Linked DNA regions of Anas platyrhynchos: region 2 is linked to region 1. The links are chromatin contacts, called in public Hi-C maps. All regions are on one chromosome and are shown on one strand. Each heading gives the region's core, a stretch centred on a gene start, on an enhancer-like site or on the middle of the called end of the contact. The rest is flanking DNA. Distances are from core to core; before and after follow the strand shown. Region 1 has its middle 15 kb from the start of ACAA2. Region 2 holds the start of RPL17 (ribosomal protein L17).

What was found. A called contact is a pair of places that touch in the nucleus more often than the background predicts.
Region 2: a contact with region 1 is called in a Hi-C map of subcutaneous adipose tissue, with 5 times the contacts expected there. The contact joins the promoter of RPL17 here to the enhancer-like site in region 1. A contact is called at or near these places in 6 of 8 Hi-C or Micro-C datasets (F1 follicle, F5 follicle, liver and 2 more).

The regions. Positions count from the first base shown.
Region 1 is chrZ:2,076,910-2,082,507 of IASCAAS_PekinDuck_T2T, forward strand. No RefSeq gene overlaps it. Among named protein-coding and RNA genes, the nearest start is that of ACAA2, 15 kb to the left of the region's middle. Within about 2 kb of position 2,777, at least 8 of the 8 cell types and tissues checked have an H3K27ac peak or open chromatin away from gene starts, as enhancers often do. A contact at or near this core is called in F1 follicle, F5 follicle and subcutaneous adipose tissue, where this site is marked.
Region 2 is chrZ:2,145,406-2,151,003 of IASCAAS_PekinDuck_T2T, forward strand. It overlaps RPL17 (ribosomal protein L17), which reads left to right and starts at 2,569. Exons shown (of 7, transcript XM_005023913.6): 1 at 2,569-2,764; 2 at 3,131-3,183; 3 at 3,268-3,308; 4 at 4,386-4,520; 5 at 4,881-4,979; 6 at 5,350-5,541. The coding sequence starts at 3,144. It overlaps LOC113840433 (small nucleolar RNA SNORD58), which reads left to right and starts at 4,724; the gene lies at 4,724-4,790. It overlaps LOC113840422 (small nucleolar RNA SNORD58), which reads left to right and starts at 5,129; the gene lies at 5,129-5,200.

The DNA of each region.
Region 1 (5,598 bases), core at 1,527-4,026:
TAAAATGTTGCCTTTTAAGGCTGTAAGAACAAATCCAGATGCAAGTCTAGCAATGCCAGGTCAAAATACAAATACAAAATACGAAGCCAAATGAATTGCAGGGTGGATCAGGTGTAAGCTCGGGTTGCTAAACCTCAGCTATCTGAAAATGCCAGAGTGATAATTCATCTCTGCAGGTGTTAGAGCAGAGCAGCTATTGGTTATCCTCCGGTGGGCACACTTTTGACACGGATGCAGCAGAAGCAGGGCTGTGTGTTCCCACCCCACCTGGCCTGAATCTGTTTTCTGGGAGATCGGGAGTTGCCCAAATGGGGCATTAAGGATTGTGAAACCGCAGCTTTAATCGCCGGGAAGATCAGCGAGGCGGGGAGGTGTTGCACGGAAGCTCAAGATGACAAGCTCAAGACAGCTTCTGTGCCAGCCCGTGGTTTTTTGCGGTCCCTAAGCTAGACATCAGCAATGGGCAGACCAAATCCCTGTCTCGAGGTAGAGGGAAGCGTTGTGGGTTAACCTCGGTAGAGAGCTAAGCGCTACATCGCTGCTCGCTCGCTCCCTTCTTGCCCCCTGTGGGATGCGGGAAGAGAAAACGGAAGGGTAAAAGTAACAAAAAATAAATCCGTGGGTTGAGATAAAAATCCTTTAATAAGCAAAGGAGAAGCAGAAGAAGAGTAAAAGAAAACAAGTGATGCAATCGCTCAGCACCTCCCATGGGTAGAGCAATAGCCAGCCTCCCAAAAAACCCTTTTTTCCCTTTTATTACAGGGCACAGTGCCATGGGGCATGGGGTACCCCTGGTCTGTCCACTGTGGGGGAGGAAAAAGCAGCAAGAAGGGGAAAAATCTGATGATTTTATTTATTCTTGCTGCCTGATAACCTGTATGAAAGGCTTAATTCTTCCTTCTACTAAATAATCTGGTTAAGGGAGCTGGGGAATACCATCTGACTACACCTCGAAGGAAAACTCACTCTGAGCTCTTAATATTGGCCCCAAGCTGGAGAATTTTCATAGATTCTGCTGCAAGTTCCCCGCAGCCCTGTATCCAAACATGTTTCTTCAGTGCAACTCTTCTCTCTCGCTCATTTTCTCGACGAGTATTTATCGCAGCTGTTGCCAGGGAGGAAAAAAAAATAATAAATCAGAACCCCTCCGTAAATATTTATTTCTAATATAAGATACTGCACCAGCACCACCCAAAAAAAACCCCCAACAACCACGGGTTAAATTGATCGTTTTATTTGCTTGGCTTTTAAGAAGGTTGTCCGCTGCAATGTTTTTCCCCTCTTCTGTGGTTGTTTATAAACAACGTTTTTGGCGTTTTGAGAAGGGCTTTGCGAGGTCTAGAAAGAGCGTGAAGCAGAAGATAATTTAAACAGAAGAAAAAAACTTTAAATAAGAGAGGGCAGAGCGCTGAGAAATCCTATTTATGGGATATTTGAATTAAATTGGCCATTAATCAAATCGTGCTGCCAGGAGTTTTTGCACCCGCAAAGCAAGGCTGAAGTTTCCCACGTAGGCAAAGCTAAAATTACGCTTTTTTTTAAGAAAACAGCCCCCAGTGGCTGCCCTTTCTGCTCTGCCCAGTTTCTGGGGCTTGGGGCAAGGTGAAAACCTGAGGCACCGGGAAAACCATGAGCGCGAGACTAAAAACAGATGCCCCGAGACTCATTTCGGATCCAATCAAACCCAAAGAATTTGAGGCGTGCTGCTCCCACCTGTGTACCTCCAGCCGAAATCCCTGGCTTGGGGGTGGGAATGATTTGGCTGTGACTCTCCTGGGAAGGAAGGGGGAGTGGCGGTGACTCCGTGTGATGGAGGAGAAGGCGCTCGGCGTTGTTACCACATAAAAATGTCCTATTTCCTTTTTTTCTTCCTTTCCTTAGCCATGGATGTGGTAGGAGTGCGATTTCTCCACAAAACAAGGGAACTTGTGGGCGGTTTTGAAGCCCAGGTGCTGAACAAGCGGTCAACCTTTTTCTTCCTTCTCCGGGGAGGTGGTGGGGATGGTGGTCGCACTGCTGATGGTGCCCAAGCACCACATCTTGTATCCCTCCTGAGGAGTTTTTGGGGAAAAAGGCTTACTTTTCTCTTACAAAACACAAAACTACAGCACTGCGAGTGCTCGCAGCCGGAGGTAGCCTCCTCTTAGTGGTGTGTGACCACTTAAGCCACAAATTTTGAGCCCGATTTGCTCTGATCCACTTAACTCTTGTGTGTCATGTTCTTTCTCCTGGGTTTAACCTCTTCATTCTCCTTTCAGGAGTGTGCTTGATCCCCGTGAGCACGAAGCCTTTGAGCGGGTGGAGATGCTTGGTTAGGGAGGCGTTGCTCGAGGCTTCAACAGCGTGACCCGAACAAACTGTTTCTTGGAGAAGCGGAGTCTCCCCTCGTTTGTTTTGGATCACGTTTGGGGTTTGGGCTTATTCAGAGGGAAGGAAAATGGATGGGGCTAAGAAAAAGGGTGCAAAGCTTCTAGGATTTTCATAGATCTTCCCAATACCACCAAGTTTCTCTGTCAAATTGTACCTAGCACAGCAAAACCCAGCACAGGCGATTGAGAAAATAATAATAATAATAAAAAATAAAGAGGGTGAATAACTGAATAACTTCCCCAGAAGGTGCAACTGAGGGCAGCCTCGCTGGATCTACGCTCACGCAGCTCCCTGGAGGAGCCTGGCCGTGCCCTGCTGTCGGGATGTGTGTGCACCTCTCCTCCCTCCAGCATCATCCGCAGCCTCCGCCCGAGATTGGCTGCTGCCGAGTCAGCCCATATCTTGCTAGAGGGAAACTTGAGACCCAGCAAGCCCGAAATGTCAAACGCTGCTTAGTCAGATGAATAGCAGCACTCACCAGCGGCCAGCCCGGGCTCTTTCCACACTTCAGCAGGGGCAGGGTTGTGTGGCTGAGCTTTGTTTCTCAATGAAACGCTGGAAGGGGAAAGAGAAAAAAAAAAAAGAAAAAAAAAAAGCTTGCGTGGAGCTGGCGAGGCGTGTGGAAAATCAACATCTGAGATGATAATGCAAAAAGAAAAAAAAAAGCAGATGAGCTCCTTCCCCTCCGTGCTCCTGCTCTGCTCCTCGTGTGCTGCTTTCCCCTGACAGCTGGATGTGAAAAATACAACACGGACAAAGCACTTGAAGCGTTACGCTGGCTTCTGCAAGGCTCCAGCAGTAAAAGCTGGGGCTCCTTCCCAGGATTTCTCCCTCCCAGGTGTTAATCCCACAGCACCCCATAGATCTGTCTCCTGGTCCGGAAGGTTTTCAGGCACTTGCAGGCTCCCACTGCTGTTTGCAGGCTGGTGCTGAGCAGCACCAGCCCCACAGGTGATGCTTCAAACCCCCAAATAAAAGTCACAGAGGTTGGGGGGGTCCTGCAGGGTGCTTGGGTTGGGAGGAGAAGCTGTTTTGTGCTGTCTTTTGTATTTTTTTTGTGTGTATCCACTGCAGAGGCCCCCAAAAGAAAAATGCTCTCAGGCTGGAGGATGCCCTGGGTTCATTTTAGCCCCTATTTAAGTTTGGCACCTGAATGCTTCGGTCAGAATGGACCAAATTCAATTAATTCATCGCCCAAATTGGTGGCTAATCAACACATCGTGCTAAAAGATACCACGAAGGTCCACCAGGAGACAGGTAATTTGTGCATTGTCGCCGGGAAGCTGGATTTTTGGGGCTGATCACAGAATTCCAGCAAGTTCATCAGCTGAAGCCATCGGTGTCCATCTGTATCTCCAAGAGCAGCTGTGATTTCTTTCTCCCCAGCAGTGTTTTTGCCTTCAGCGACTGTTTATCCAAAAAAAGGGCGGTGATTGGTGAAATCTAAGAGCTTTTACACAGAAAATGTGTTGCAACTGGCAATGTAAATAACACGGTCGGTTTCTGGAAATCCAAGTACAAAATGCTTGCACTGAACTGCCAAATGATGCACGAAGTTGCCTTGTTTGAAGAAATGAAGAGGAAAGAGAAATCTTTCTGCCCCTGGACCTTCAGAAAAGGATTGTTGGAAGAAAAAGGACTGAAGACAGGACAGAAAGAGGTAGCTAAAAATATCGAGCCCTATAGTGTCTAAGCACTCTGTGTGTTAAGTATGTATGTATGTGAAACTGAATTCAACTTGATATAATTAATTGAAATAATTAGAAATAATTAATCTCTTCGTGGAAATGAAAGGTCTTAGGTCAAACACAGTGATCTCGTCAGCAGGTTCTCAAACGTGGACAAAGCTTCCAGAATTGATTGCCCTCTCCCACCAGAAAAAGGTTGAGTTCCTGAGTAAGTACCAAGATTATTTTTTAAAAACACAAATAGTATTTCAAAGAACATTAATTGCAGTATTTATTAGGACTGTTATACGTACGTACTTCAAATGAGACCTCCTAATAATGCCTCGAGTGTGACTTGTGATTTCTTATGTGTACTATTTTCAAATAGAAATAATTTCAGGAACTATCGATAGTAATGATAGGATCCTAAAGAAATCCTGAAGTTGTATAAAGAATTGAACTCTCCTCTCAGAAGGCAGAATTATTTTGGTTTAAAATGATGCAAATGTAACTCGGGGCTGCCACTTAGATGGCACGTGATGGTCTTTTTTGAATGAGCAGAGACAGAGAGCACAGGGGAGTGTTCAGTGTGAATAAATCAGAAAATATGGAAGGGAAACAAGTCACTCCTTCTTGATAGATGCCCCAACAGGAAATCTGCAAGCTTCTGGTCGTTGCTGCTTCTCAGAAGAGGAAGCCAAACCACGTCTCCACAACCAGGAGGTATGGAGCAGAGCGTTGAGTCTCTTTGCCAGGAGCATCACAACTGCAAGGGAAAGATCTCCGAGTGATCCTGGATGCCTTGTGCTTAGATGTGTGTCAGCAGTGTGGTATTTCTGTGTGAAGGGAAGGGTTAAACCATCACAACATGACACAAAGGCCCTTAGTGGTGGCGTGCTCGCAACCCTACTTGGTTCTCACAGGTACGTGTGCCTGCTAAAATGACGAATGAACTGTTGGGTGAGATAAAAGCTGAGCCTACACGAGATTTCTCAACCAAAGCGAATTCAAAGAGGGTTTTTCTGAGTGCCAATCCCTGCAGCTCTGTCTGGAAACGGAGCGCCGTTCCGGGTTCTTTCCCGTTCACTCATTAACAAGAATAATCCAATGTATCAGTCGCCTTTGCTGCCTCTGAGGCATGAACCACAAAGGGAGACGAGGCAGTGAATAACACAGGAATGAAAATTATCCCCAGTTTCTACCCATCTGTACAGTTACACCTTGCAGTCATGTGTCTGAAGTAAGAGGTCATTTTCTAATCAGATCCAAATTTTCATTAGTAGGCTTGGTCCAATGTTGAGCAGAGCTGGATCTCGTCATTGCTTGCACAAAGTGTTTTGAGATGGCTGCAGTAATGGTGTGGTTCCGTTTGTCTTCGTTTTGCATTATACCTAAAACTCCTTAATTCTTGCTGTCGTTAACCCCATGGCACGAAGCGTGCGTCAAAGCTCTTGGAAACAGGCACTCTTCATGCAGGAATGCAGGAAATACGTATGCAAATATGTAGGTAATGAAGGAAATAGGATGTGAAAACACTGGAGTTGGCAGAACCTCTTGGCTT
Region 2 (5,598 bases), core at 1,319-3,818, 68 kb after region 1:
CAGGACGGGTAGGAACATCTTTGCCCCTTGTGGTTAGGATGTGGCTTCGGATTTGACTGATGAATGACCCCGGGGTGATTCCCATCGTGCTTATTTTTCACATCTCCCTTCCAGCTTTCTCTCAATGTCCCGTTGCTCCTGGGCTCTGCTGCTGAGCAGCTGCCTGTAAAGGTGCTGCCCATGGTTTCCTTCCCATGGAGAGCAGAAGTAACGATGGAGAGTTGCACTCAGGCTGGCCGTGAGTGGAGATTCCTGCAGTGGAAGTGCTTGAGGACCTCGGTTTTTGCTCAATTTTAATCTATTACATCTGGACGCTTAGCGTTCCCGGAAATATCACCATTTCTGTTCCACAGAAAAAGAAACTGAGACACTAAGGAAGTGTCGAAACCCCTCTCTGAGAGATCTTCTTCCATTTTTACTGTTCCTCAAAGCCATGAGTCTCTTTTTCTCTAGTAATCCTTGGCTTAGAAAGGCTGTTGCGTGTGTATTTTGACAAGGCTCATCCTCCTTCGCATTGCCACCACGCTGAGGTTGCTGTGTGTACTGACCTGCTGAGTGGCTTCTGCCCCCATGGATAATGATGGAAGCATTAATTGATAAAAAACAAACCTTGAGTGTCCCAAATAAGCACCAACACCAAAAGCTAGCATGCATTCCTGACAGCATGGTCTTCTATTTATTTATTTTTTTCTACAGGAACCTCATATATGAAATGAAGAAATAATATCTGCCCATACCCCAGCAGTGCTGCGAGGTTTCCCTGCTTTGAGGTCGGTCCTGAACGAGTTACTCGGAGATATTGAGGCTGTAAGAAAAGATGCAGAAAGCATCTCCTCGACAGCAAAGTCAAAGGAACCTTTTAAGGCAGGTGAACGGGGAACTGCGCTTAAAATTACGGCTCTGCGCTTTCCACCCGTGTAAATATTTGCGATAGCTCAAATATTTTCCGCATCTCATCTGGGTGAAATCCTAGCCTCAAAGCTGTGGAGTTTATTAATGTTAAAGAAGAGATCTGAAAATATCCCAGTGGTCCGAGCATTCACACGGGCAGTAGGATCTTGCTCTGCCTGCTTAATCTAAACAGAGTTTAACCCCAAACCTCTCTCACACCAGGGATGTGCCTGGACAGCAGATCAATGTTTTTTGTGTTGTTTTTCCTTTCTTCCACTCCATCTAACTTTTCTTCTAAGCGTTTTGCTGTAGCTGGGTACCACTTTCAGGAGATGTTTTCGTTTTACTGCAAAGCTTCTCGGTCAACTTCCCGAGCAAACACAACCTACAACGAGAAATGCATTTTCCATTAACACATAGAGTTTCGATTTATATATATATTTATATAATGCTGCAATAAATACTAGTTGTGATCCATAAACATGAATCTTTTGTTTTTTTCTCTCGTGCTATGTGGTGTCCCTGCTCTCTAGTCTAATCCTAGCCTGCCACCTAGCTACAGCACTTGGACTTGCTTCAGCCTCACCGAATTGATCTCCCAACACTGGCCTTGGCCTGAGGGTGAGAGAAATTGGTTTGTCTGGGTCTTTTTTTCAGATGACCAGGCTTGGCTTTCCTGAATAAAACAGGTGTCATCCCTGCATAGCCAGGAAGCCGCCAGGGCAATTTTGCAACTGCTTCAGTCGCGAATCTGCCTCTCCACGCAGCCCATCTCACCCCCTTCTTGTTGTCCTGGTTATATGGCAAAGGCACCGGCAGAAGCTCCCAGAAGTGAAATAGGGTTAAGGACAGTAGGAATTACCCAAACGTGCTACAGGCGGACGGAGGGGATTAACTTCCCTGGCCCTTCGGTGCCACTCGCCCCACAATAGGCAAAGGACCTGCACGGTTCCTGAAACAGGGCAACCCTGGATGTAGAATCCTAAAATCATTAGGGTTTGAAGGGACCTCTGAGATCATCTGGTCCAGCCATCACCCTACAACCAACGTCACCATTAAACCATGTCCCTAAACACCACGTCCAACCTCTCCTTGAACACCCTTAGGGACGGTGACCCCACCACCTCCCTGGGCAACCCGTCCCTGTACCTATCGACACTTTCTGACAGAAAATCTCCTCATTTCCATCCTGAACCTCCCCTGGCACCACTTGAGGCCATTCCCTCTGGTCCTATCACTAGTTGTGGGTGAGAAGAGGCCGACCCCAGCTCCCCACCTCTTCACGGAGTTGTAGAGAGCAATGAGATCTCTGAGGTCTTTGGGAAGAGCAATAAAACTTCCCCTTCTCCAGATTAAACACCCTCAGCTCCTCACAGGACTTGTGCTCCAGACCCTTCACCACCTTCTCTGGACACGTCCCAGGCCATTATGTCCTTCTTGTACCGAGGGGTGCAAATATGTATAAATATATACAAATATAGACAATTTTACTTGGCCATTTGGGGAATTTTGGACCTTCCACTGTCCCTTTACCCTTTTAACCTCCTCCCCACCGTTACGCCAGCACGATCTCTTTAGGATCTGCAGGACTGACGGACATTTTCACTGCAAAACCCTAATTTTGAACCCTCACAAATGGGACAGGGGAGGGGCGGGCTGGGCGTTGGGGCGAGGCTCCCTGTGGAGCTCAAACAGCGTTTGGACCCCACTCTCAGCCACTCTCTCTGTTTATCGGGTGCTGCCCGGCTCTGTCGCGACAGCCGATGTCACGACAGAGCTGAGGCACCCCCGCGTTTTCTCGCGAGAGCGGCCCCGGCGCTCTCCCCGCCTCCCGCCCGGCGCCGCCCTTCCTCTTCCCCGCCGCCTCCCTGAGGTGAGGGCTCATCATCCGCCGCCATCCGCCACCATCCGGCATCATCCGGCCCCGAACAGCTCGGGGAGGCCATGAGGGGCCTCGGAGGAGGCTCGGGCTCGCTGCTGCCATCGTTGTTTGTGGCGCTGGTGCCGCAGATGGCGGAGCGCGGAGGTGCCGGGGCTGTGAGGGGGGAGCGGGCCCTGAGGCAGCGGGGAGGGAACGAGGGGGGGGACACACGCTTTCTTAGGACATATTTAGATTTAATTGTGGAAAATTTTATCTCTGAGGGGCCTTTTCAGCTAGCTGTCGGCACTGAGGAAAGAGCTCAGCCTTCTCCATGTCTATTAGAAGCTTAATGTGATTTTTTTTCCGTTTTCTTCGCAGCTGAGCTCCCAGGATGGTCCGCTACTCGCTGGATCCGGAGAACCCCACGAAATGTGAGTTGTTCTCCAGCCTCTTATTTCCATATTGCTCCCTGAAATCGTTGTTTTTTTAAAGAAATTGGTCTCTTCTCTCCGCAGCATGCAAGTCCCGGGGCTCCAACCTGCGGGTGCACTTCAAGGTACGTGGCCGGTGCGCAGTGGGGAAACCCAAGCTCGATTTTGGAAGCAGGTGGCCTTTATTTTCCCATTTTATTAGTTAATTACTGAAGTGTGGTGGTGTAGGTTATGGCCTGCGTGTGCTCAGGCTGCTTGTAATGACCTTTATCCGCAGGAACAAAAATAAAAGGGGCTGTTCTTAGATTGCGGCCTAATAGAGAAGGAAACAGGTAATTGGGGGGAAGGTAGCAGGAGGAATTGGGCTAGAAATGGTGATTTGTTGTATTTGTCTCTATTGGGAAGGATTTCCCTGCTCATCCTGTCATTTTAGTGGCCGAGAAGTATGGCAGCAAGTGTTTGGCATGAGTGGTGATATGAGTTCACTGGAAAACTGTTAGCAGGGAATGTAAGAATAATTTGAGTTAATCACGAAAACAAAGCTGAGAATATGCTTTTCTGATGAGTGTTATATAGTGCAGGTGAAAAAAGCTTTATTTTGGTTTGTTCTTCTATTATAATCATATATTAAATGCAGAAATCAACGAGTAAATTCATTAAGCACCGATGCCTTATCCTTGATTTTTCTTCTGATGCTTTTCACTCTCTCTTTTTTTTAGTCCCCTTACATAAATGTTAAATTTTGTGGCTTGTTTGTATAGCTTGTGTCCTCGTTGCTTCCTGTGAGGTGCCATACTGGGTGTTGTGACAGGAATTTGTCATTCAGGCTTCCGCTTTTTTGGATTAGTGGCCAAAGAGGGAGCTGTGATAAGGAGAAATCCTGAATTTTAAATTTGTTGGGTGGAAAGCTCGGGGTATAAAAACAGTATAAAGGCATCAGAGAGCTGTGAAGTCGGTAATGGGGGTCATACTAAGAATTGTAAGTAGCAAAAAAAAAAAAAAAGATGCTAATTATTATTCTTTTTTTGGTGGCTTCTTTTAAACTGAGTTTGTGGTAATAAAGAATCTGATGGTGTCTTTCCTTGGAGAAAGGAAAAGAAGGGTGAAAATCCAGGAGAAAGGGGCGAGTGCTTTTACTCCCATTAGAACATGGGAAGAAGTGTTAAGAGGAGCTTTCAGTGTGTTTTTATTTTTCTTGTCAGAACACTCGTGAGACTGCCCAGGCCATCAAGGGCATGCACATCCGCAAGGCCACCAAGTACCTGAAGGACGTCACCCTGAAGAAGCAGTGCGTTCCCTTCCGTCGCTACAACGGAGGCGTTGGTAGATGCGCCCAGGTGAGGGCTGGGATGAGGACGTGGGAAGGGTTTTGGGTGGGATTCGTTACAAAAGGGACAAAAAGTGATGTTTGTACGGTGTGGATGATGGGCAGTTGTCAATGATAACATCGTGTGAAAGCATAATTTTGAGCAAAGAGTTGCTCTGAACTCTAATTTAATTGTGTTTGCTGTTGTGCAAGGTGTAGAATCGTGCCCTTCGATTGCTGTGATGACTTTCTTAGGACACCTTTGGATTCAACGTGAAAAGAAATTCTTTATCTGAGCAATCAAAGTAAAAGGACGCGTAACGAGCTAATAATAATAAAAGGGTGAATTACATCGTGCTGGGACCAAAATACTTCCCTTTTTTTCTTACAGGCCAAGCAGTGGGGCTGGACGCAGGGCCGCTGGCCCAAGAAAAGCGCGGAGTTCTTGCTGCACATGCTGAAAAACGCGGAGAGCAACGCTGAGCTCAAGGTGGGTGGGGTGGATGTTACTAAACGCACGCCGTCCCCGCGGCTCTGTGCGTTTGTGCCCTCCTAAAATCCCCCAAAAGCACTATCTGCGGGCTCCTGGTCTGGTTGTACCTTTTGTAGCGTAGTCAGTGCTTTATTTGGAGATTCTGATGGCGGTGATGACTATCTTAGGACACCTTTGGAATGACCGTGAAATAATCTTTTTTTTTTTTTCTGAGCCATCAGCACGATTTAAGTTAATTACGACACAGAGGGGGAGAGTTTGGTGCTTCTCTGCCTTGCGGCGTCACGGTTCTGCTGCGGAATTAATTTGTGGAGCGAATTAAGGCGCAATAAGGCCGAATCCTTTTGGTTTTATCCCTTTTCCGCAGGGGCTGGACGTGGATTCGCTGGTGATCGAGCACATCCAGGTGAACAAGGCCCCCAAAATGCGCCGGCGCACCTACCGAGCCCACGGGCGGATCAACCCCTACATGAGCTCCCCCTGCCACATCGAGATGATCCTCACCGAGAAGGAGCAGATCGTCCCCAAGCCCGAAGAAGAAGTGGCTCAGAAGAAAAAGGTAAAAAAACAAGTGCTTTTAAGAGGTTTTTGGGGTTTTTTTGGTGTTAAAAATCCC